Linked DNA regions of Mus musculus: regions 1, 3, 4, 5 and 6 are each linked to region 2. A link is a contact called in public HiChIP or PLAC-seq and promoter capture Hi-C data. All regions are on one chromosome and are shown on one strand. Each heading gives the region's core, a stretch centred on a gene start, on an enhancer-like site or on the middle of the called end of the contact. The rest is flanking DNA. Distances are from core to core; before and after follow the strand shown. Region 1 overlaps Phldb1 (pleckstrin homology like domain, family B, member 1). Region 2 holds the start of Bcl9l (B cell CLL/lymphoma 9-like). Region 3 holds the start of Treh (trehalase (brush-border membrane glycoprotein)). Region 4 holds the start of Nlrx1 (NLR family member X1). Region 5 overlaps Ddx6 (DEAD (Asp-Glu-Ala-Asp) box polypeptide 6). Region 6 holds the start of Abcg4 (ATP binding cassette subfamily G member 4).

The links. Promoter capture Hi-C pulls out the DNA fragments that hold promoters and counts their contacts. HiChIP or PLAC-seq counts read pairs in DNA pulled down with a chosen protein or histone mark. Capture Hi-C pulls out chosen DNA fragments and counts their contacts.
Region 1: a promoter capture Hi-C map of embryonic stem cells shows a contact between it and region 2, with 8 read pairs. The contact joins the enhancer-like site here to the promoter of Bcl9l in region 2. A contact is called at or near these places in 3 of 39 promoter capture datasets (the HPC-7 cell line, embryonic stem cells and liver), 28 of 115 datasets of contacts at active chromatin or transcription factors (the 230-238 cell line, the SCID.adh cell line, T-cell acute lymphoblastic leukemia and 18 more) and 3 of 9 other capture datasets (adipose tissue, liver and pancreatic islet).
Region 3: a promoter capture Hi-C map of liver shows a contact between it and region 2. The contact joins the promoter of Treh here to the promoter of Bcl9l in region 2. A contact is called at or near these places in 11 of 39 promoter capture datasets (3T3-L1-derived adipocytes, the HPC-7 cell line, the SN4741 cell line and 7 more), 1 of 15 datasets of contacts at CTCF or cohesin (large pre-B cells), 15 of 484 Hi-C or Micro-C datasets (B cells, the Ba/F3 cell line, CD4 T cells and 9 more), 20 of 115 datasets of contacts at active chromatin or transcription factors (the SCID.adh cell line, bone marrow-derived macrophages, craniofacial prominence and 14 more) and 3 of 9 other capture datasets (adipose tissue, liver and pancreatic islet).
Region 4: a contact with region 2 is called in a FOXA1 HiChIP or PLAC-seq map of pancreatic cancer cells. The contact joins the promoter of Nlrx1 here to the promoter of Bcl9l in region 2. A contact is called at or near these places in 2 of 39 promoter capture datasets (hippocampal neurons and liver), 3 of 484 Hi-C or Micro-C datasets (the G1E-ER4 cell line, epidermal suprabasal cells and reprogramming fibroblasts), 1 of 115 datasets of contacts at active chromatin or transcription factors (pancreatic cancer cells) and 1 of 9 other capture datasets (adipose tissue).
Region 5: a contact with region 2 is called in a promoter capture Hi-C map of liver. The contact joins the enhancer-like site here to the promoter of Bcl9l in region 2. A contact is called at or near these places in 9 of 39 promoter capture datasets (the C10 cell line, the HPC-7 cell line, cranial neural crest and 5 more), 3 of 15 datasets of contacts at CTCF or cohesin (CD8 T cells, large pre-B cells and pro-B cells), 34 of 484 Hi-C or Micro-C datasets (the 63-12 cell line, B cells, the Ba/F3 cell line and 21 more), 37 of 115 datasets of contacts at active chromatin or transcription factors (the 230-238 cell line, CD8 T cells, the HPC-7 cell line and 27 more) and 3 of 9 other capture datasets (adipose tissue, liver and pancreatic islet).
Region 6: a contact with region 2 is called in a promoter capture Hi-C map of pre-B cells, with 2.6 times the contacts expected there. The contact joins the promoter of Abcg4 here to the promoter of Bcl9l in region 2. A contact is called at or near these places in 3 of 39 promoter capture datasets (hippocampal neurons, pre-B cells and stem cell-derived epiblast-like cells), 2 of 484 Hi-C or Micro-C datasets (long-term hematopoietic stem cells and reprogramming fibroblasts), 2 of 115 datasets of contacts at active chromatin or transcription factors (embryonic stem cells and pancreatic cancer cells) and 3 of 9 other capture datasets (adipose tissue, liver and pancreatic islet).

Annotation. Positions count from the first base shown.
Region 1 is chr9:44,708,258-44,711,586 of GRCm38.p6, reverse strand. It overlaps Phldb1 (pleckstrin homology like domain, family B, member 1), which reads left to right. Exons shown (of 22, transcript NM_153537.4): 8 at 299-439; 9 at 527-664. Among named protein-coding and RNA genes, the nearest start is that of Phldb1, 25 kb to the left of the region's middle. Within about 2 kb of position 1,821, at least 126 of the 459 cell types and tissues checked have an H3K27ac peak or open chromatin away from gene starts, as enhancers often do. A contact at or near this core is called in the SCID.adh cell line, adipose tissue, embryonic forebrain and 10 more, where this site is marked.
Region 2 is chr9:44,497,357-44,500,632 of GRCm38.p6, reverse strand. Bcl9l (B cell CLL/lymphoma 9-like) reads right to left here and starts at 1,497. Exons shown (of 9, transcript NM_030256.3): 1 at 1,360-1,497; 2 at 1,084-1,185. The coding sequence starts at 1,109.
Region 3 is chr9:44,671,671-44,674,625 of GRCm38.p6, reverse strand. Treh (trehalase (brush-border membrane glycoprotein)) reads right to left here and starts at 1,393. Exons shown (of 15, transcript NM_021481.3): 1 at 1,286-1,393. The coding sequence starts at 1,365. It overlaps BC049987 (cDNA sequence BC049987), which reads left to right and starts at 2,366. Exons shown (of 2, transcript NR_165440.1): 1 at 2,366-2,484.
Region 4 is chr9:44,266,276-44,269,494 of GRCm38.p6, reverse strand. It overlaps Nlrx1 (NLR family member X1), which reads left to right and starts at 1,308. Exons shown (of 10, transcript NM_001163743.1): 1 at 1,308-1,515.
Region 5 is chr9:44,636,225-44,639,526 of GRCm38.p6, reverse strand. Ddx6 (DEAD (Asp-Glu-Ala-Asp) box polypeptide 6) reads right to left here. Exons shown (of 14, transcript NM_181324.3): 14 at 1-3,038. Among named protein-coding and RNA genes, the nearest start is that of Ddx6, 33 kb to the right of the region's middle. Within about 2 kb of position 1,511, at least 36 of the 459 cell types and tissues checked have an H3K27ac peak or open chromatin away from gene starts, as enhancers often do. A contact at or near this core is called in the 230-238 cell line, liver, oligodendrocyte precursor cells and 3 more, where this site is marked.
Region 6 is chr9:44,286,910-44,289,829 of GRCm38.p6, reverse strand. Abcg4 (ATP binding cassette subfamily G member 4) reads left to right here and starts at 1,586. Exons shown (of 15, transcript NM_138955.3): 1 at 1,586-1,816; 2 at 2,365-2,614. The coding sequence starts at 2,377.

The DNA of each region.
Region 1 (3,329 bases), core at 572-3,071, 210 kb before region 2:
ATCAAGGCTTGGGTGAGACCAGAATGAAGAACTGTGGGTGTCAGGAGGGAAAGGAGGTGACCATGACTTTCCCAAGCTATAAATGTGCCTTACGACCTGTTTTTCCTCTGGGCCCCACCCAACCCTGGCACTCTGGTAAATCCTTTCCCGATAGCTGAGCTCCCTGACTGGGAGGAAAGTGGCCTCTTGTTTTGGTCTAGTTACCCTTTCGAAGTGCTTTGAGGAGCGTGTAATCCGCCCTCTTAGTCGGATCCTAGAAGGTTCCAGACTTCTCTCATGGTGCCCTCCTCCCCTCCAGCATGAAGACGCTCCTGGCGCGAAGCACCAAGGCGAGGTGCTGGCTGTGGAAGAGGAGCGGGCTCAGGTTCTGGGGCGAGTAGAACAGCTGAAGATCCGAGTGAAGGAGCTGGAACAGCAGCTGCAGGAGGCAGCCCGAGAGGTGACCTGGCCGGGAGGTGTGCAGGCCCTGGGATGGGGCCTCACCCTTGGGTCCCAGCCTTGACAGAATGCTGATACCCTTGTCTAGGCCGAGATGGAGAGAGCACTGCTGCAGGGGGAGCGGGAGGCAGAGCGAGCCTCGCTGCAGAAGGAACAAAGGGCGGTGGACCAGCTGCAGGAGAAGTTGGTGGCCTTGGAGACAGGCATCCAGAAGGACAGGGACAAGGTAACCCATACCTGACTACCAGTGGCCCAGAAGGAAGGCAGTATCCCTTCCCTGGCGATGCACATCCCTCAGCATCCGTCCTGCAATCCGAGTGGTCTCTGTAGCCCTCTAGGGACAGGGGCCCTTGTACTCTGTGGAAGATACAAGCTTGGATGGTACTGCCGGGGGCTGGTCTGGTGTTTGGGGGTCTAGATCTCTGTGCTGCCTCTGGTTGCCTGGGTGCCTGCCGTTCTGGAACCTGTGTGGTCCTTCTAGGAAGTGCCAAAGCCCTTTCTTGGGCACTGAGCACAGCCTGAAGGACTGGTGCTGCTGGGATGGGGGGCATGACTCGGGTTTGGAGCCCACCATGAGGAGAAAGCTCCCTCCAGCATGCCTCAGGTGCTTAGGATGTGGTCTTTGGGAGATGGCCCACAGGCCTCTGTTTCCTATCATCAGGATCTGCAGCCTCCCATCCCAGATGGTCCCAGCCCTGCCCCTGACCCTTTCAGATTGAGTGCCAGTCTTCAGGGGCTGCTCCATCCCACGGGGGTTGTGCCAGCCATGTCCAAGATGCCCAACGGCGTGCCAAAAGCTCTGAAGTGGAGAGGGTTCATCTATTTCTGGATTTGACAGTATTTTTCTAAGAGGTTTAATTTTTCCTTCTGGATTATTTTTGAGACTTATCTTCCTCTTGCTCTCAATTTTGAGGATCTTAAAAATTCGTTGCTGCCCCCTTTTTATAAATGGAGCTTTGGCTCTGGCCCCCAAAACCACACTCCCAGATTCTGTGCCAGATTAACCCTATGCTTGCCGACCAGGCCTGCACTAACGCCCCCTCTAATCACTGTCCTGGGCTCTTCGCATGCCCCTAACTGCCAGGCCGCCCAGGCAGGGCTGACTTAGGCCAGCTTTACTAACTCCATGGGTACCTTTGTGCCCTTGGCCTCTCCCCTCTAATGTTGCCTTCTTTTCTTGGTGTGGGTCCCCATTATCAGAAGGGAACTGGCAGAAAGGCACAGCTAAATTTTGCTTAGTGGAACACTGACAGGAGGAGTATAAGAGTGTGTGTGTGTGTGTGTGTGTGTGTGTTTTGCGGGGAGATGTGCATGACCAAGGAGATGTTCTGCCCAAACAGCGCCTCCTACTGGAAAGGTCTGGGCTTTGCCTCCATAATGTTGCCTGTTTACTGAAGGGCAGGGATTGGAGGTGCAGTGAACTGTTTGTCCCTTCTGCTTAGCCCTCCAGAGCTGAGTAATAAGGAGGTCAGATGTGGGCACAGTCTTGGAGAGCTTGAAGAGGCCCTTTCTGAGTGGCTGGCTACCCATTCTTGCTTCCCTGAATTCAGATGTTCCTTTCCCTACCTCTACCCTGGAGGCCACCTAGAACACAGGATAATTTCAAGGCAGAAGCATCTAGACTTCAGGACTGGCTTGACCAAGGCCTTCCCTCCAGGATGGGTGGGTGAACTGGGCTGGTGCAGCACAGGGGAAAGGCATTCCACAAGCAGCTTGGCTAGCCTCACTTAGCTGAGATTGCTCCTAGGACTTTGCCTTCCCTCCGGTCCAGGTGTTTGAGGCGTGATAGTGAAGTGGTGGTGGTGGTGGTGGTGGTGGTGCTGATGCTGTTGGTGGTGTTGGGAAGGTTCTCTTGACTTTCCCGCCCAGCTTCCAGCCCATGGCCCCACTCTGGCTTTGGAATCAGTAATCACAGTGTCTCCTCTGCATGTCCTTCAGAGGGGTGACTCACCAACTCCTCCCTCGTCCCCCTTTCCGCCCTCAGAGGTGTCATCTCACCCCAGACAGAGCCATCCACCTCCTCCCTGTATCCACTCCTGGGGCTCCTATTACCATGGCAACGGGCCGAACTAATTGCAACCCTCATCCCTACTGAAGTTCAGCCTGCTTTGCTGGCACCCCACCTCCACCCTGGGCAGGAGGGGAGGGAGGCCATGGGGGTTGGGCTGGGGTCCCCTTGCTGCACTGCTGTAACTCTAACAACTTTAGCTCCACGTTTACTCCCCAGTCCTATATTTAACTCTTCCCACCATCCCCATTTTTCCCAGGGTTAAATTTTGGTCTCGGAACAGTGATAGAACTCAAGGCTTGGTACTTGCCTTCTTGCATCGGCTTTAACTTTAGTTTGAAGCGGAACCGGAAGGTCCCGTCTTAGGACCTTCCAAAACATTTCTAAAGGGACCAACATTTCCACCCTGCCCCCACACCTCTGCCTTTGTTACACCGTCCCCTGCCTGAGTCCCGTCTTAAACCTCTGTTTCTTCTCCTGCTCTCTTCCGTCTCGCTGCTTGCCCCCCAACTCCCGGTGTACTCCTGTGCTCGCCCCTGCCCCCCGCGCCGGGCCGGAGTTGAGGAGTGTGTGTTCTCTCTCCCCTGTGCCCCGCCTCCCTCCCCTCCCGCCGACCAGGAGAGGGCGGAGCTGGCCGCGGGACGGAGGCACCTGGAGGCCCGCCAGGCGCTCTACGCCGAGCTCCAGACGCAGCTCGATAACTGCCCCGAGTCAGTGCGGGAACAGTTACAGGAGCAGCTGAGAAGGGTCAGTTCCACCAGCCCCCTCCCCGGCCCCCGTGGGCCACCGCCCTGACCGAAGATAGGAGAGCGGTGGGACAGGACCACCTGGCCCCTGCAGTACTTGCCGGACAACAGGGTCGGTGCAGAGGCTTGGAAGGGGA
Region 2 (3,276 bases), core at 248-2,747:
ACCTGCTATTCCCTACCTCTGTGCAGTTCCTCAGATAAGAGCAGAGCTCTGTCCACCTGGGGGAGTGGCGATGGAACAGTGTTCCTTATCTTCTAGGCTCAACTCAAATGGAAACCCTGGGCTTTGACTTGGCAGAATCTATCTACCTTCAGCCCCAGGATCCAGCGCTTCCACTAAAGCCCTTTCTCCCTAGCATCTGATGGATTCTTCGCACCTTCTAGGGTTTAAGACTCCTTTCCAAGGCCCCAGACCTCAACTACGCTGTGCCCTGACAACTAGCTGAGAAGGGCCACAGGACCTGTGAGTCACTGCTCAAGCCCGAGCCCTATTCCCTAGGGTACTAGGGAAAGCATAACCGAGAGTGGTACCCACAGGTCCAGAAGACTCCCCAGAGCCTAAGTGGGGAAGGCCTGAAGAGGGTGGGCCAGTAGGCCCTGTCAGCAGGCAGGGATTGGGGGGGGGGGCATGTCAAGCAGACAAGAGTACAGCTTGAAGCCATGGATTCCTGCAGCCTAGGCTGCGGGCCCTTTAAGCTCCAGCCCGCTCCCCCCACCGCCTCCCCCTCCCCGGAGACCTATTAATAGCCGCTGGAAAGATCACATCACGGGAGAGGATATTTATCCCCCCTCATTCCACACCAGCTCAGATTTATTTCAGCTCTGCTGTCCTGCTGCCGCCGCCTGGCCCTGTCTGCCCGCTTCTCCTGGGGAGGAGGGAGGCAGGCACCACCCCCACTCCAGCTCCTACCCCCGACTAGACTGAGGCTGGAGGGCGCCATCACACCCCCAACACTAGGGTAGGATGAGGGTCTGTTCTAACGGTTTTAGAAGGGAAGAAGGGACCAGAAGCAGGCAAAGCTAGCTGCCAGTCTCCTCTGCCCCCTGGGCCCAGGCGCTAAGGCTGGCTGCCAGCTCCTGCCTGGGGCCAGACTTTACCATGCTACTTCCCTTCAACCCACTGGTGGCCAGGAAACCAGGTGCCCGAAGGGCTCCTCTCCAAACAGCTTGGCCCCATCATCATGGGCCCTTCCCTTCCCCACTCTCCATACACACATATATCCCACCCTCCGTGACACCCACACACCTTGTCTTGTTAGCCAGGATCCTCATGGCTCCCACACACAGTGGGGCTACGACCCCTGTGCGTGCCCAGGGCCCAGCCAGGTACTCGGTACTGGAGCAGGGACTGCAGCAACAAGCCCCAAAGAGAAAACTTGTGACTTAGGGAGGGGGTGTGTGAAGGGGAGGGAAAGGGAGAACCCAACGCCCCGGGACTAAGGAACTGGATAGGGTAGGATAGGATTGGAGAGAGAGGACTTCTCAATCCTAAAGACCAGTCCAGTCCCCATCCCTTCCACACCTTGTCCACGGGGAGCTTGCAGTATCGTGCAAGCCCCCCACCCTAGGCACCCCCCTCCAAGGGCTGTAGAGTCAGAATTCACTAATAGGCTTGGTCGCAAAAGTGACGCGTGGGGCGGCTGCGAGGTCTGCTCTGGCCCACTGGGGGACTCCCGCTCCGAGACACGCCCCTCGCCCAGGATTCGGGAATCCCTCACGCCCCGCCCCAGCACTGCGCCCTGTCCCCGGGCGCTGCAGCCTCCCAGGGGCCGGGGTGGGCGCACTGCCCTGCCCCGCCCCCAGCTCCAGGCCTAGCCCGTGCCCATCCCGGCAGGCCCGGGCGGGCAGCGAGAGGCCTGGCGGGGCCCCGAGGCTGCAGCTGGGCTCTTTTGGAGACCAGTAACGCTGGCTCAGATTCCTCCCCGACCGCAAGAATGCAGGAGCCTCCCCTCCCCCCTCCCTTGCACCCCCCCTACCCCGCCCCCTTCGGCAAAGCCCGAGTGTAGAGACAGAGCGAGCTTGGAGCAAGAGAGCCAGCGAGGCAGCGAGCGAGGTTGAGGGAAGCGGACAGGACTGCAGCGTGGATCTCCCGGGTCCACTGGAGGGCGCGCAGACAGACACATGGACAAGTCCTCCAGGGACTAAAAGGGCGCTAGCCGGTTGGGCAGACTGGGCGCACAGAGCTGGGACTTAAGAGACCCACAAGCACCTCTCTGTGACTCACACGCACACTTACATCTCACACGTGGACAGGGAGACAAAGACACGCACGGAGCCCAGGAAACTAGAGACGCTCACGGCCAGCCGACGGAGGTGTGCCCGAGGGACTGGGCAGCGCGAACCAGCCGGAGTCGCCGGGCAGCCTGGGGCACACAGATACCCCGGCCACCCAGCAGAGGGATAGCCGGTGGACTCATTGAACAGATGTGAAGACTGAGACCCAGACACAAGGGAGCCATAGAAAGTTGAGCCCGACAGTCACAAAGAATACACAGAGGGCCACAGAGACACCAACAAGCTGACTTACACAAACACAGACACCTCAAGCAACCGCCCCCTGCTCTGTCCCCTTTCCCCGCCCCCAGCAGAGATCCCGGTAGAAGGTGGGGGAGGGAAGGGGAGGAGTCTTGAGCCCTAGAGGCTCTTCCCGCGACAGGTCCAGCTAGACACACCCGTGTACACTCCAGCTCCCGGCTCAGCTGCTGGAAGCCGGGCTGGAACCTCCAAGCAAGGGGGAAACCTCCCAGGTACTTTGCAGCCGTCTAACCCCTATAGAACACTGGGCTTCCCCACTCCAACTCTGTCTCTGAAAAAGATCCCAAAGTCCTAGGACCTAGTTTGCAGCACACACACACACACACACACACACACACACACACACACACCACAACCAGGAAAGAACAGAAAGGCAGAAGTCACTGAGGAGTCCTGGGGAAATCACCTTGGTCAATAGAGGACCTGCTGTTTAAGTTCTCACCTCCATCCCTGGTTGATTCTCAAAGCTATCTCCCCAGTCTCACAAGGAGGAACTGAGGTTCCAGAAAAGCTGTGTGCTCTTGGGTCACATGACAGCATGGGCGACCCAGGACCCCCACTCCAGGTACTTTGGGCCCCTGACTATTCATCTCAGTCTAAATCAAGTCAGTGGGCTTTTCACACATGAGCCCCCAGAACTTATCACCTGTTATGAGGGATGGGGACGGGCTATCTAGAACTTTCTGTTGAGGGATCTCAAAAACTGGAACCCTAATCTTGGCATAGTGACTCACTGCTGTAACCCTCGCCCTTGGGGGGCTAAGGCAGGAGATCACAAATTTAAGCCCAACCTGTGAGTTCCAGGATGGCTTAAACTACCTAGCAAGATTTCAAAACCTTCCCCCAATAAGCTACGGGTGGGAGGGGGAGGGCCACTACTATAACAATCCAGGGAGGGGCTGTT
Region 3 (2,955 bases), core at 144-2,643, 170 kb before region 2:
AGACTCAGGGGTGACTCCTGGTTGGTACTTTCTGGGCACATCTTCTGGAAGAAGACTGCTGGAAGTTTGAGTTTCTTCTCTCCTGGACTCTACCCTAATACATCTGTGCCTTCAGTGGCTGTTTGGGTTTTTGTTGTTGTTTTTGAGACAGGGACTCTGTGTAGCTCTAGCTGTCCTGTAACTCTCTTTGTAGAGAGTCTACAAGCACACGTGTGACTGTCCAAGTGGACTACTGACATGCTCTCAGGGACAAACAGCGGCACTCATGGTAGGCACTCTGCAAATAGCCCAACAGGACACAAGAGACTGGATGGAAGAGCCACTCTGTGTCCTGCCTACTGGTGAACAAATAAGTCCTGAGGATTATTCCAGATCCTTCCATACTGCACACCTGGGCATCAGTGAGTAAGTCACAGCTCAGTCTTCATGCATCCCTAATCGGCTCCTCAGCCCCACCCCCCAGCCCCAGCCCAGTCCTGCCAAGTCCGCAGGGCTTGGTCTCCTTTCCTTAGAGCTATCTCCACCTCATAGCCTGGTTCTGCTTCTTTCCAGGCCACATGGGACTTTGTGACCCTTGGAGGACACCTCAGAGCCTTTGCCCTGCTCCCTACTTCTGTTTCAAGATGGCTCCTTCCACGTTCCATCGGCCCATTGCATCCTCTGAGACACCCCCTTCTGCTTCCTCCTTGCTTACTTAGCTCCTACCTTCTCTTTGTTCTTCACCATCCTAGGCCTTGTTTTTACCCTTCTTGCAAGAACTGGTGGAGGGAGGGTTCCATGAGTCCGAGTGGAAGAGAGAATGACAGTTCCAGACCCAGGAAGTAGAGTGACCCCCCCCCATCTTTGTATTTGCTGGTAGAAGCTGAGGCTCAGAAGAAAGGATTGACTTGCCCTGGGACACAGAAAGAGCAGCAAGGTAGGCTGAACTTATGTGTAAGTTCTTGACAGGACCTAGACTCCCCTCACGCTAAGCTAGGCAAGCTTTGCTAGAACAGTGAAGAGAACAGCCCTGCTTGGTCCAAGGAGCTGCTTGGCTGGTGAGCTCTGGTCAGCAGCACGGAGGGCAGACATTGGTCAACAGCTCTGGAATTATACATAGGCCTGCCTCAAAGTTCCACCTCGTTCCAACACAGTGAGTTTGGTGTCAGGTTTTGGTCCTTCTACCCCTACAAGCCTGGTTTCTTCCTTCTTTATCCTCTGAGAGGCTGGTCCTCAGAGGGTAAGCTCTCATCCCAGCCTTCCACCCTTGTCTTCCCCCACACACACAGCTTCTCCACCTCCCTACCTCTCACAGGGTGGTGGCAGGGCCTCCTGGGACCTAAGTCCCAGCCCCAGCAGAAGCAGCAGGTGCAGCTCCCAGGTCATCCTGGGCACGGTGCCTAGAACGGAATGAGCAAACCCTGGCACCTCTGGCTTGCTGAACACGGCCTGCCTCACTTGCCTACCCAGGTCAGCCAAAGTCCAGGCTATGAGGTGTGGCCACCTGAGGGGGGAGATGTGTGTTTCAACTTCTTGTGGACTGCTTACCACTTCTGCCCTCCAGCTACAGTGCTCACTACCCCATCAGCCACTTTCTTCCATTTCTCAATTCTAACTGGTATTACATGCTCAGGGACTTTGCTCAGAGTTATATGGGTGGGCACCCAAGGGCCAGGGCCACAACTGAGGTCACCCAAGTATGATTTAGACACTGAGTCTGTGTGTGGCTCCCTAGTCTCTAATGCCAGAAGGGACCATTTCTTTATCACTTAAAACAGAATGGCTCAAGTCTTCTCCAAAGCTTTATCAAACTCCCTGTTATCTACAGGAGACCCTGTGAGGACACAGGACAACCTCTCGGGGATGGATCAGGAAGCCCCACCATAAGATGATGTCTGCACTGAGTCCTGAGGAATAGTCAGGAGGCCATGCCATCACATGAGACATCCAGAGACTTGGTGCAAAAGTTGTGTGACAGGCTGGAGGGACATTTTGGCACCAGTTAGTGAAGAGGTTTTGCCAAGGAGCTGGTGAAATGGCTCAGAGGTTAAGAACATTTGCTGTGAAGAGGTCAGCTCAGGAACTTTGACAAATTCCACCAGACCCCTCCCCTCCTGGAAGAGAAAGTTCATAGAGCACACAGGCACCCCATTCCTCAGACCACAGCAGGGACTAACCACTGACCACCTGCAGATAAGGGAAGCCCAGAGTACAAAGACAGACCATTGGCTGCCCCCACAGACAAGGAAAGCCCTTGCCACCCCATTCCCTAAGGACCAATCAGTTTAAAAGTCACACTGTTCTACCAATCACGTTGTGCCTAGTGGCTGTTGCTCTATTCTACCTCTGAAAGCTGTATAAAAACTGGCCAAACGGGCTGCCCAAGGTTGCTGCCTTTCCTTCAGGTGCAGGAAGACCCCAGTGTACTGGAACAATAAATTCCTCTTGCTTTTGCATCGATCCCTAGCTCCAAGTTGTTCACTGTGGCAGGGGTAGGGGTCCCAGGTAAGCTAAGGCTCGTTAGAGTCTTACATTTGGTGCATGGGCTGGGAATTCGACCTCCTGTGAGGACACACCAGAGAGCCGTGAATCAGAGGTCTCGAGCAGGTACCAAGGTTCTTTCTTGTTTGCCTTGCTGTTTGTCAAAGTCTGAGTCTGTAAGTCTGTTTGAACTTTTGGTTTGCTTGCAAGTGTCGGGGGCTTGGAGAGTTTATGGTATCTGGGGTGGTTAAGTGCAGCTGACAGACGTGCCTTAACATTGAGACTGCTGGGAATTTGGGGGATACTCCAGAGACCCTGAAGGGAACTGGGAGGGCTCCACTCCTTCTGGAAACAGCAAGACAGTATTGGCAGGAGCTGAGTCTTCCTATAATCTGGCTCCTGCTGTACTGGCAGGGACGCCTGGTTTGTCTTGGTGAGGCTGGAGCCAGCCAAGCAACTCTGCTCTGCGTCCATGGAAGGGACGAACTGTCTGTA
Region 4 (3,219 bases), core at 59-2,558, 230 kb after region 2:
TCAAGGCCAGCCTGGTCTACAAAGTGAGTTTCAGGACAGCCAGGGATATACAGAGAAATCCTGTCTCGAAAAACCAATAAATAAATAAACAAATAAACAAACAAATAAATATGTGTATGGGTATTTTGCATGCATGTGTATTTGTGTACCATATACATGCAGTGCCTGAAGAGGCCAGAAGAGGGCATCAGATCCACTGAGAATGGAGTTACAGATGGTTGTGAGCTGCTGTGTAGATGCTGGGAATGGAACCCAGGCCCTCTGGAAGAGCAGCCAGTGCTCCTAACGGCCGAGCCATTCTCCAATCTTAGAAGAACATCTCTTAAAATGCAAATATGCCCTTTTCCATGCTGCCCAGTGACTTTTTTCATTCTGACTTTTTAACAGCCAGTTCAAATGTCAGAGTCTCTGCTAGAGGCAGGTAGTAATTTTCCTAATAGTTTGCCTCGACTTCTGAAGAAATTCATTGTCAAGTATGGTGGGTCCCTGCATGACTTGCTCTGCTTGGCAGCCCAGGGTGAATGTTCAGTACTGGCCTAACACCACACATGGAATAAATGGACAATCGCCTAGATAAAATTATCACCATTGGCCTTCTGTTCCTATGGAGGGTAGACCACAAAAGCCTCTTCCCAGCCGGCCCTGAGGAGCCTCTCTCTCTGAGTTCTCTACTTCATGTCTGTTCTTTGCACATTGCACACCAGTGTTTGCATGTGGAGGCGTTCCTTGTTTGAAGGTCACTGTCAGCTTGGTTACGAGAACCTTGGGTGTTCCTTGAATGGAAGGGATGAGGGTTGGGGTTTTTAGAACACGGAAGTCCCAAGGCTAAAACCATGACGGGATGTCAGACAGGAAGAACAGGTTGGAGAAGGAAGTTATCTGTCGGTACCCATTCTTCCTTCCTGGCCAAAGTGGTCAGAGGCCCCCCTCTAGAGTCTTGGGACTGAATAACACAGAAGGGGAGGATCCAAGAAGGGCTGTCTTCTGCCTGGAGGTAAGCTACGTTTGTGAGCAGGAAGGGAAGTCATTATGCTCTGGGGATGAGTACCTAAGTGTAAGGAAGGCCTAGACCGGAGCTTTTCTTCTGAATCATCTACTTCCAACAGGGACGACCTGCGCCCGAGTCATTTTCTCTTCCACGCTTCCGTGTCTTCATCTGTAAAATGGGCTTCATCAAGTCCAGACTTGGAGGTGGATGAGGTCATCGGCTGGGCCTGACGCTTGGGAACCTGCAGGGGGCAGTACGGGAACCTGGGCCCTGGGAAGACCGGGTGGGGCCGGAGTCTCCGCCCCGCGCCAGCACCCCATTCCCCCTTCTGCGGGTCTTTGCTCAGTGCCCTCCAGTGTCCAGACCGGGCGGGGTGCCAGAGTGGGCCGGGCTGCGCGCTGGCTGGCGGGCGGAGGCGGCCTAGACGCGCCGTGCCGAGCGAGCCGGGGAAGCTCGGAGCCAGCGGGAGACGCAGGCCTCCTTCCCTCCGGGCCACGGCGACGGGCACCAGGGCCTAGGCAACCTGGGTAAAGGCCTAACTGGGTCGATCGCTCCTCCGGCCCCCGGCTGGACGGCTGCGCTGGGCCCCGGAAGCAAGAGCCGGGCAGCTGGGTCGCGGGAGCGGGCAAGTGGCACTGGGGATTCTGCCGGAGCTTGGGCGCTGAATACAGGCCTACTGGCAGCTTCACTTTGCCCCCCCGCCCCCAAGCCAAGTGGAAGTGGGAAAGCTATTTGGGACCCAGTTTGGTGGAAAAGCTCCGCAACTTCTGTTGCATTCCTTCTTTTGATTAGTGCCATGACAACTGCTCGATTAGAGAATTATCCTAGACCCTGCACGTCTTATCTTGACTCAGTGGACCTGGGGCTGATTGATGTCAATCCTGGGATTTGTCAGGTTTTCAGGACCTTTCTCTAATCCCCAGGTCTCCTGTTTCCAGCCCACTCAAGACCTCAGCCAGCTCCTGCTCTGGCTAGTTGTGCTCAGTGCAGCCTCTTCCTAAGTTTGCTTCCCTTCTGCCCTAGCGGCAGTGAGGGAGGCCACGCCAGCCTAGCCACATATGCATGTCAAGGAGCTGTGGGATGGGGTGGGCCAGAATAGACTCCTTGGGAAAGAGTACCTTGAGCAGTATCTTCAAAGAGTGTCTGGGATTCTGATAAAGTAAATGCTAACCAAAGTATAGGGACTGAGTTAGGAAGGTGAGAGCAAGAATCCAATAGTAGTCTTGGAGGATGAGGTGTGGGCTGGGGGCAAACCTGGAAAAATAGCTTGTGTGGGCCTGGGTTTCATAGCTGTCAAGTAGCTTAGGAGTTTAGGGAGCTGATTTCTGCAGGGGATGAGGGAGTGGAATAGGCCAACAGTGGAGGCACAGAGGACTTGAGGAAGTAGGGTTTTGTAAGGTCTGGAAGGATCTCTCTGAAATGATGAAATGAAGAGGCTGGCAAAAACCAGTAGGGAGAGATCTGTAAGACTGCCACCGCTGCCTGTGGGGGAAGGCTTCGAATAAAGAGCAAGGGAATAGTGTGTGAATCCAGGGCTTGGGGGAGCTCTGCCACAAAGTAAACAGAGGAGGGGGGCTGACGAGGCCAGGTTGGCATGGCTGAAGTGTGAGGCAGAGGCGGCACATCCTTGTGTCAAGCAGGAAGTTCATTCACACATCCATTTATTATTTATGCCAGCCTTACAGGCAGCTTACATAAAAGTCAGAGAGATGATAAAGTGATACAGCCATTAAAACTCAGCCGTGGCACAAAAGCAGACGGAAATGAATAAGGATGAGTGGGGGAAAAAAGCCAGGCTCAGAAAAGGCCTGCGAGTGAGCACAGGGCTCCTATCTGAGCTTGCTAGCAGTCAAGCAAAAATAAAACCTAAAAGCAGATGATTGGGCTGGATCTCGGGGCAGAGGCAGCTGTGAAACTCCAGTGCCAGGCAGGAGCTGGTAGGAGATGAAACAGAATCACTCAGGTTAGGATTATCTTTGCTGAGGAGAGCTAGAAGCCAGGGCAGGGTTTCAAAGGCTTCTTTTATACATATGAGGAAGGGCTGAGCCTCTCTTGGGAGATGGCCCCTTCTTAGATACTAGGGGTAAGGGTTCGAGAGAAAGCAAGAGAGGGAGGGAGAGGTGTGTGTGTGTGTGTGTGTGTGTGTGTGAGAGAGAGAGAGGTATGTATGTGTTTGTATGTGTGTATATTTGTGTGTGTGCGTGTGCCATGTGTATGTGTGTGTGTGTCTG
Region 5 (3,302 bases), core at 262-2,761, 140 kb before region 2:
AACCAATTGTTATGATGCTGGTGCCCACCTGGAAATAATTTAGAGCTACTTAGGTTTTCCTTTCCAGGAAAAACATTTTATGGTAAATGTATTCCATTCCTAAGAAAGTTTCTTTCATGTTCAGAACACTAAGGGAGAGAAAAAAACAGGCCCTGAGCAGCAAGTGTGTAACAGTCTGTTACTTATCACACAACTACATGACCAGAGGCTAAAAGCATTGAGGTGGATATTAAAAATAGGACATAGTTTTTATCGAAATGAACTACTGGCGAAAACCAAAACATAACCATTACTTTAAAAATTACTGGAAAGAACCTGAAAGACAATTTCCAATAGTAGCAATATTCCTTATTAAGAGGGATCAAAAAGGATAAAAAAAAAAAAAAACAACAAAAAAACCCAACCAGGGTTTGACCTGGTCAGTAGGGCATCTTCCCATTAACAACAGCTCAAGTGAGCTAAGCACCACCCCAGCACCGCCTCTTCAGACAGCGATCTCCGGGGTGGGTGCCCAGCTGTCCAAGTGCCACCCTCAGCAGAGGCTGTACTTCAGAACACTCCCCCATGGAGTCTGTGCTTTAAGAGGGACTCAGAGGCATGTGGCACCTGGCAGAGCAGTCCAAGGTTGGCAAGAGACTGCACTTTGTTGATCACCCACTTGCCCTCTGGCGAGACAGCAGATTGCATTTGTACTCCTTTCCTGCTCATGTTGCTCTACGGAGCGATCCCTCATCTCGCCAAAGGCAGGAAGGAGGAGAGCTGCATCGGTACAAGGGCAAGATCTGTTGGTCAAAATAACGAGTTTTTAAGACCCCACTCCCACCCTCCCTAAAAAAGTGACTTCCTTATTAATTTGGTTTGTTTTGTAGCCAACACTTGACTGGACTTGCCTTTGGGGATTTGTACCGTGCAGCTCCTGCTACAGTTGTTACAGAGTCAGGGTTATCTCTGATAAGGAGGCATCTGTAGGATTTTGATCCCCAAAGAATTTGGGATAAGTCACAAATAGTTTTGCTTTAGAACTAGGCAAAGTCAAAGCAACTTTGAATAACTGACTCCTCTCTTCAGACGAGTTAAGCATGGAAGCAGACTCAACATACCTTGTCATAGTTTTAAGGTCTTCAAAGTGATGGAATATGAAAATCAATTTTTTTTTAAATTTTGTTTTTTGCTTTTTTTGTTCCCTAGATGCCTCCTGACCTAGTATACTGGGTTAAAAGGGAATTAAAAACATTTTTAAAAAAAAAGTTCACTGGTTGATTCATCTCCCTCCTTTTGCCTGGAGATCAGGCCAAACATCAAGCGTGTTGGGAGGGGCACAGTTTAAAGCAACACTACCACCTAAGGCATCTGCCAGCGATTTACAATGCAAAACGACAGACAGCAACTCTTAGTGCGGCACAGAGAACGGGCAGCAAGCAGCTTTCTGCAGCATGGACATGGACGTTAACAGCTCTAACGGGCTGCCCCTTCCTGCAAAAATGTATTTATCAAGATAGGCAGAGGGCGCTGCTCACACACAACAGGAGGGGCCGCGGATAACTAGGCTCCACAACTGCCAAGCCCGCCGAGGCTGCACTGGCTGGTCCGGTGACATAAAAATCCATGCTCCACACACTCTCCTCTAAGACTGCACTCTGTACACTTCTCACACTCCAAGGAAGATTTATCTTTGTTCCCCTTTGCAGAACTTGGGAAGTTCCTCAAACGTTTAGGACAGGAGAGCCAAACCACAGAGCTTCTCAAAGCCCCCAGGGACCACAGCCTTGCAAAGCTCCTTTGCTGTCTGCTAAGACCGCTGCCTGTGCATTCATTACAAGAGCAGTGTGGCCGGGCTTCTGGCCCCTTTCCAACACAGAGCCTGCAGAGGTCTGCTTCCTACAGTTAGAGGCCAAAGCACTTTTTAGAATTTAGTGTTGCAGAAAACTGAGCCCCTCTCATCTTTAGCTGCTCCCATAATCACTCTAATCCCTTAATCCCAGCAACCTTCATCCAAAAAAAATAATATATATATATGTATGTATATATATATATTTATATATATATATATATATATGAACCCAGAAAAAAAACTTATTTACAAAGTTTATACAAGTATACACATCCAATTTTCTACGGGTCACGCTTTGCCACAGAGGAAAGAAGGTCAAGGCTCCCTCCGACAAGTCTTTACAGCGAGTGCCTTCCTGCTCATGGACGCGTGTGAGCCAGCGTAGTGTTCTGCTGTAGAGCACAGAGGCTTGTCATCTGGCTCCTGCAGTGAGAGGCTGCTCTTTCCTTTGGGAGCGACGATGGTACGTCTACTCAGCCCGGAAGAAAATTTTACTTGGTATTGTTTTTTTTTTTAAATACATGTATGTACAGTGTGGATGGACTGCAGTTGTGAATCAACTCCTCCATATAAAGAAAAGGAAAATGGCGCTGCCATCACTAGTCCACCTTCCGGCCCTGGGCTGAGTACTGGTAGAACAGGAGGTGAGACTTCAACGTGAAACCAAAATGAAGAGGCAAAGAAATAAAAAAGAAAATAGAACATGACTCTGTTGATTCCTTGGGCTGTGTGTAAAGATGATATTCTTAATGGTCTTGTAGCATAAGGCACTTCGCACAAATAAGTAATAAGCTCTTCAGGCTTAAAAACGGATGAATAATCAGGGAGAAGTTGAAATGCAGTAGAGTCAGCTAGTGGAGAACTTTAGACAGGTGCATGTGTTCACCCAAATTCTTCTCTTTTTTAGGGTTTCTCCCCTTCTTTTCTTTTCCTCCTTCCTTGTCCCCTTTCCCCAGAAAACATCTTTAAAGACCAGCAGTTAGTGCAACGAATGTTCAGTCAGCACACAGTGCAAACAAGTGGAACAAAAAAGGTCTATGTCTTCTTTTCAGTTTTTCTTCACCAGTTTAAAAAAAAGAAAAATGTCTGAGCTCTTATATAACTCTTCATAGTTCCAAAATAAAGATGAAAAAACCCACAAAGAGAAGAGCACCCCCCCAAAATGATGTGTCACAGATCCAAAGAGCCTTCTGTAGTTTGTCAAAGCCTATGGGAAAAGTTTAGAAATTTAAAATTAGTATCCATGAAAGCAATATAAAAAAGGAGACATGTTTTCACAAGCCTTACAGTAAACTCTCTCTTCTCCTAAGGTGATCTACTAGTTACATGGAAGATTTCACTTGGCTGTTGCAGCTCGTGCAGGCAAGTCCAGTCTGTTTCAGTTGAGCTAGGGCTAAAGGCTGGCTGAGAAAAATCAACTAAACTACAAGTTTCCCACATACCCAAGGACAGAATGAGACGTTCCAAGTTC
Region 6 (2,920 bases), core at 337-2,836, 210 kb after region 2:
GCGTCATAGGCAGATCTCTAGAAGTGTGAGGCCATCCTGGTCTACTTACCAAATTCCAGGCCAGCCAAAACTACATAGTAAGATACTGTCTCAACAAAATAAAGCAAAAACCCTGCTTCATGGAGTACTAAGATTATCTGAGAAGAGTGTACAGTTTATAGTAGTTTTTCAGTAAGTACTTATGTTAGACAGGCCTGGTGACATGTTTATAGTCACTGCACCCAAGAGAGGGGGAAGACTGGGCAGTCAAAGCCAGCCTCAGCAACAGCCTGAGTTAGTGAGACCCTAACGCACGCGCGCGCGCTTACATACAAAGCAATCATTGGGGTATTGTCTATCATGAGGTATTGGAGATTAACTTGAAGAATAGAGGGTCCATCTGGAAAATTCGAAGATTGGTCCTGAGGAATGACCATAGGTGAGACAGGGATGAAGGGAAATTGGGAAAGATTGGATCCCAAACCCCCATGAACCTCATAGTCTCAGGGTGGGTGTGGACATGTCCTGCAGGGTCGCTAGTTTCCTGGGCTGCAGAGAGGTTTGGGCGAGGGTTGGGGGCTGGTGTTGGATTATTAGCATCTTCCGCTGCAGTAGCAGTGGAAGCAGTACCCAGAACCTAAGCCTACCTACCTCCTATCTGTCTCTGCATGTGACAGGCGGGAACTAAAAAGCTCAGGTCACGTGACTTACTGACCCCTTAAAGAAATAGAGGATAGGGCAGGCAGGAGCCAAGAGTAATTGAGAAAGGGCCAAAGCAAGTAGGCGGGGTGCGGGGGCGGGGGCGGTGTAAGCGCTCTGAGGACCCAGCCACGCTTGTAGGTGAGAGAGAATGTCCATGTCTATGAAAAGCCGTCCAAGACAGAATCTGAAGAGCTTTGTGTATGTATGGACTGCAGCCTCTTAGATCAGCCTATACTGGCTTGGAGACCTGAATCTGGCTGGTCGAATAGAATAAAGACTTTGATGGCCAAAGCAGGCTGTGACTGGGTCAAGGTTAACCTTGGAGCTGCCTGCAGGCTTTGTCATAACTACTATCCCCTGTCTCTTCATAACTAGTGTCCTCTTGAGCCCTTAGAGAGGGGGGATGTGAAGAGGCGTGAGAGGCTGTCTCAAAGTCTCAAGAATTATACATTCAAGTCCTTTGTACTTTAGGGTTGGGTGGGGCTGCGCTCCAAAGCTGAACTGCAAGAGATAAGCAATGAGGGGTTTGTGTATGCAGATAGACCGACAGCTTCCCAACCCCCCTGGGCACCTACCGCTCAAGGACCTGCCTCTCTGAGTAACATCAAGTCTCCCTCCCTTGGTGACCTCCGGGTTGACCTCAGTCCTAGGTCCAAAAAAGGGCCCCATTCGGGCCCCAACTCTGCAGGCATAGCTTTCACCACCTCCATCCTTGCTACTCGCGGAGTGAGGGGCAGTACGGGCCCTTTAAGAGCAGCAGGACCAGCGAGCAGAAGCTTGGAAGAGAACACTGCCGCCCGACTAGGTCCAGAGGACAGGCGCTGGGGACCAGACTACGAGAACCCGGCGGGTTCATCCAAGTGGGATCGCGGCGGGACCTCAACCATCTCTCCGCAACTGTGTCATCCTTTCTGACCCGAGCCCTGCCTTCCTCTACTGCCCGCCCTGGCCTAGCCCCGCCCCGGCCCGGGCCACCGGGACAGGGAGCCGGGGCGCGGGTGCCGCAGCCAGAGGCAGGTGAAGAGAGCCGGAGTGTCCACCTCCCGCGCCGCAACGCTGAGCATCCGGGTCGAACATCCCGGTTGAGCATCTCTGCTGAGCATCCTTGCGTCGCAGCGGCCGGAGACGCGTCAAGGTGACCAGGCGAGCAGGGGACAAGAGGGTCGGCTTGGAGGGTCTGGGGTCTGTCGCTGTTTGGGGGAACAGTCCGGAGGAGCGGGATGGGGAGGCCGGCCGAGGAGCGGTGCCAGTCCGTGCAGAGAGGGGCTCGGAGCCGAGGCCAGAGCCTCCCCCGGCCCACCCTGTGCCTCCTAGCTTCCCCGACCTCCGAGCGGGTGGTTACCCTCGCCCGGCCCCCAGGGACTGCTTGTCTGTGGGGTAAGGAGATTAAGGCCGCGGCGGGGAGGGAGGAGCGGGCACAGCTTCGATGGGCCAGGCGAGCAAGGCCAGGCTGAGACTGCCAAGGAACGAGGCGAGGTCGCAACTGAGTGTCACTGCACCACCGGGTGTGTGCTGCCCGAGTGCATAAGACCCGGCGGGAAAAGGGGTGCGGACAGTTGGGGGATCTGCCCGGAGAAGGAGGCTGGGGTGGGAGGAGTGGAGGCGGGGCAGCATCGGAAAGCTATGGCGCCTTGAGCAAGGGCTGGAGGGTCTGCCCGGAGCTAAGCAGGCCCTCTCCTGCAGGCCGGCTGCGTGATGGCGGAGAAGGCATTGGAGGCCGTGGGCTGTGGACTGGGCCCTGGGGCTGTGGCCATGGCTGTGACACTGGAGGACGGGGCAGAGCCCCCTGTGCTGACCACGCACCTAAAGAAGGTGGAGAACCATATCACAGAAGCACAGCGCTTCTCTCACCTGCCCAAGCGCTCTGCTGTGGACATCGAGTTCGTGGAACTGTCCTATTCCGTGCGGGAGGGGCCCTGCTGGCGCAAACGGGGTAGGTGGCAGCCCCATGGGACTCTCCCTGAGTTGCCTTTCCAGGAGCATAAGTCCTGGGGATACCCTACTCTGCGAGCTTTGTGGGCCCTAACCCTCACTGCACAACTGCAGTTGAGGTACAAGATCCCTGCTCCCCACATCTGCCAGCACTATGGGAGTTCAAACAGCTATTGAAGCTTTTTCTTCTAAATAGACCCTATGACCTCTCAATCTCTCAGTCTCTCTCAGTCTTCTCTCTCTCAGTCTCTTCTCTCTCTTAGTCTTCTCTTTCTCAGTCTTCTCTCTCTCTCAGTCCTCTCTCTCT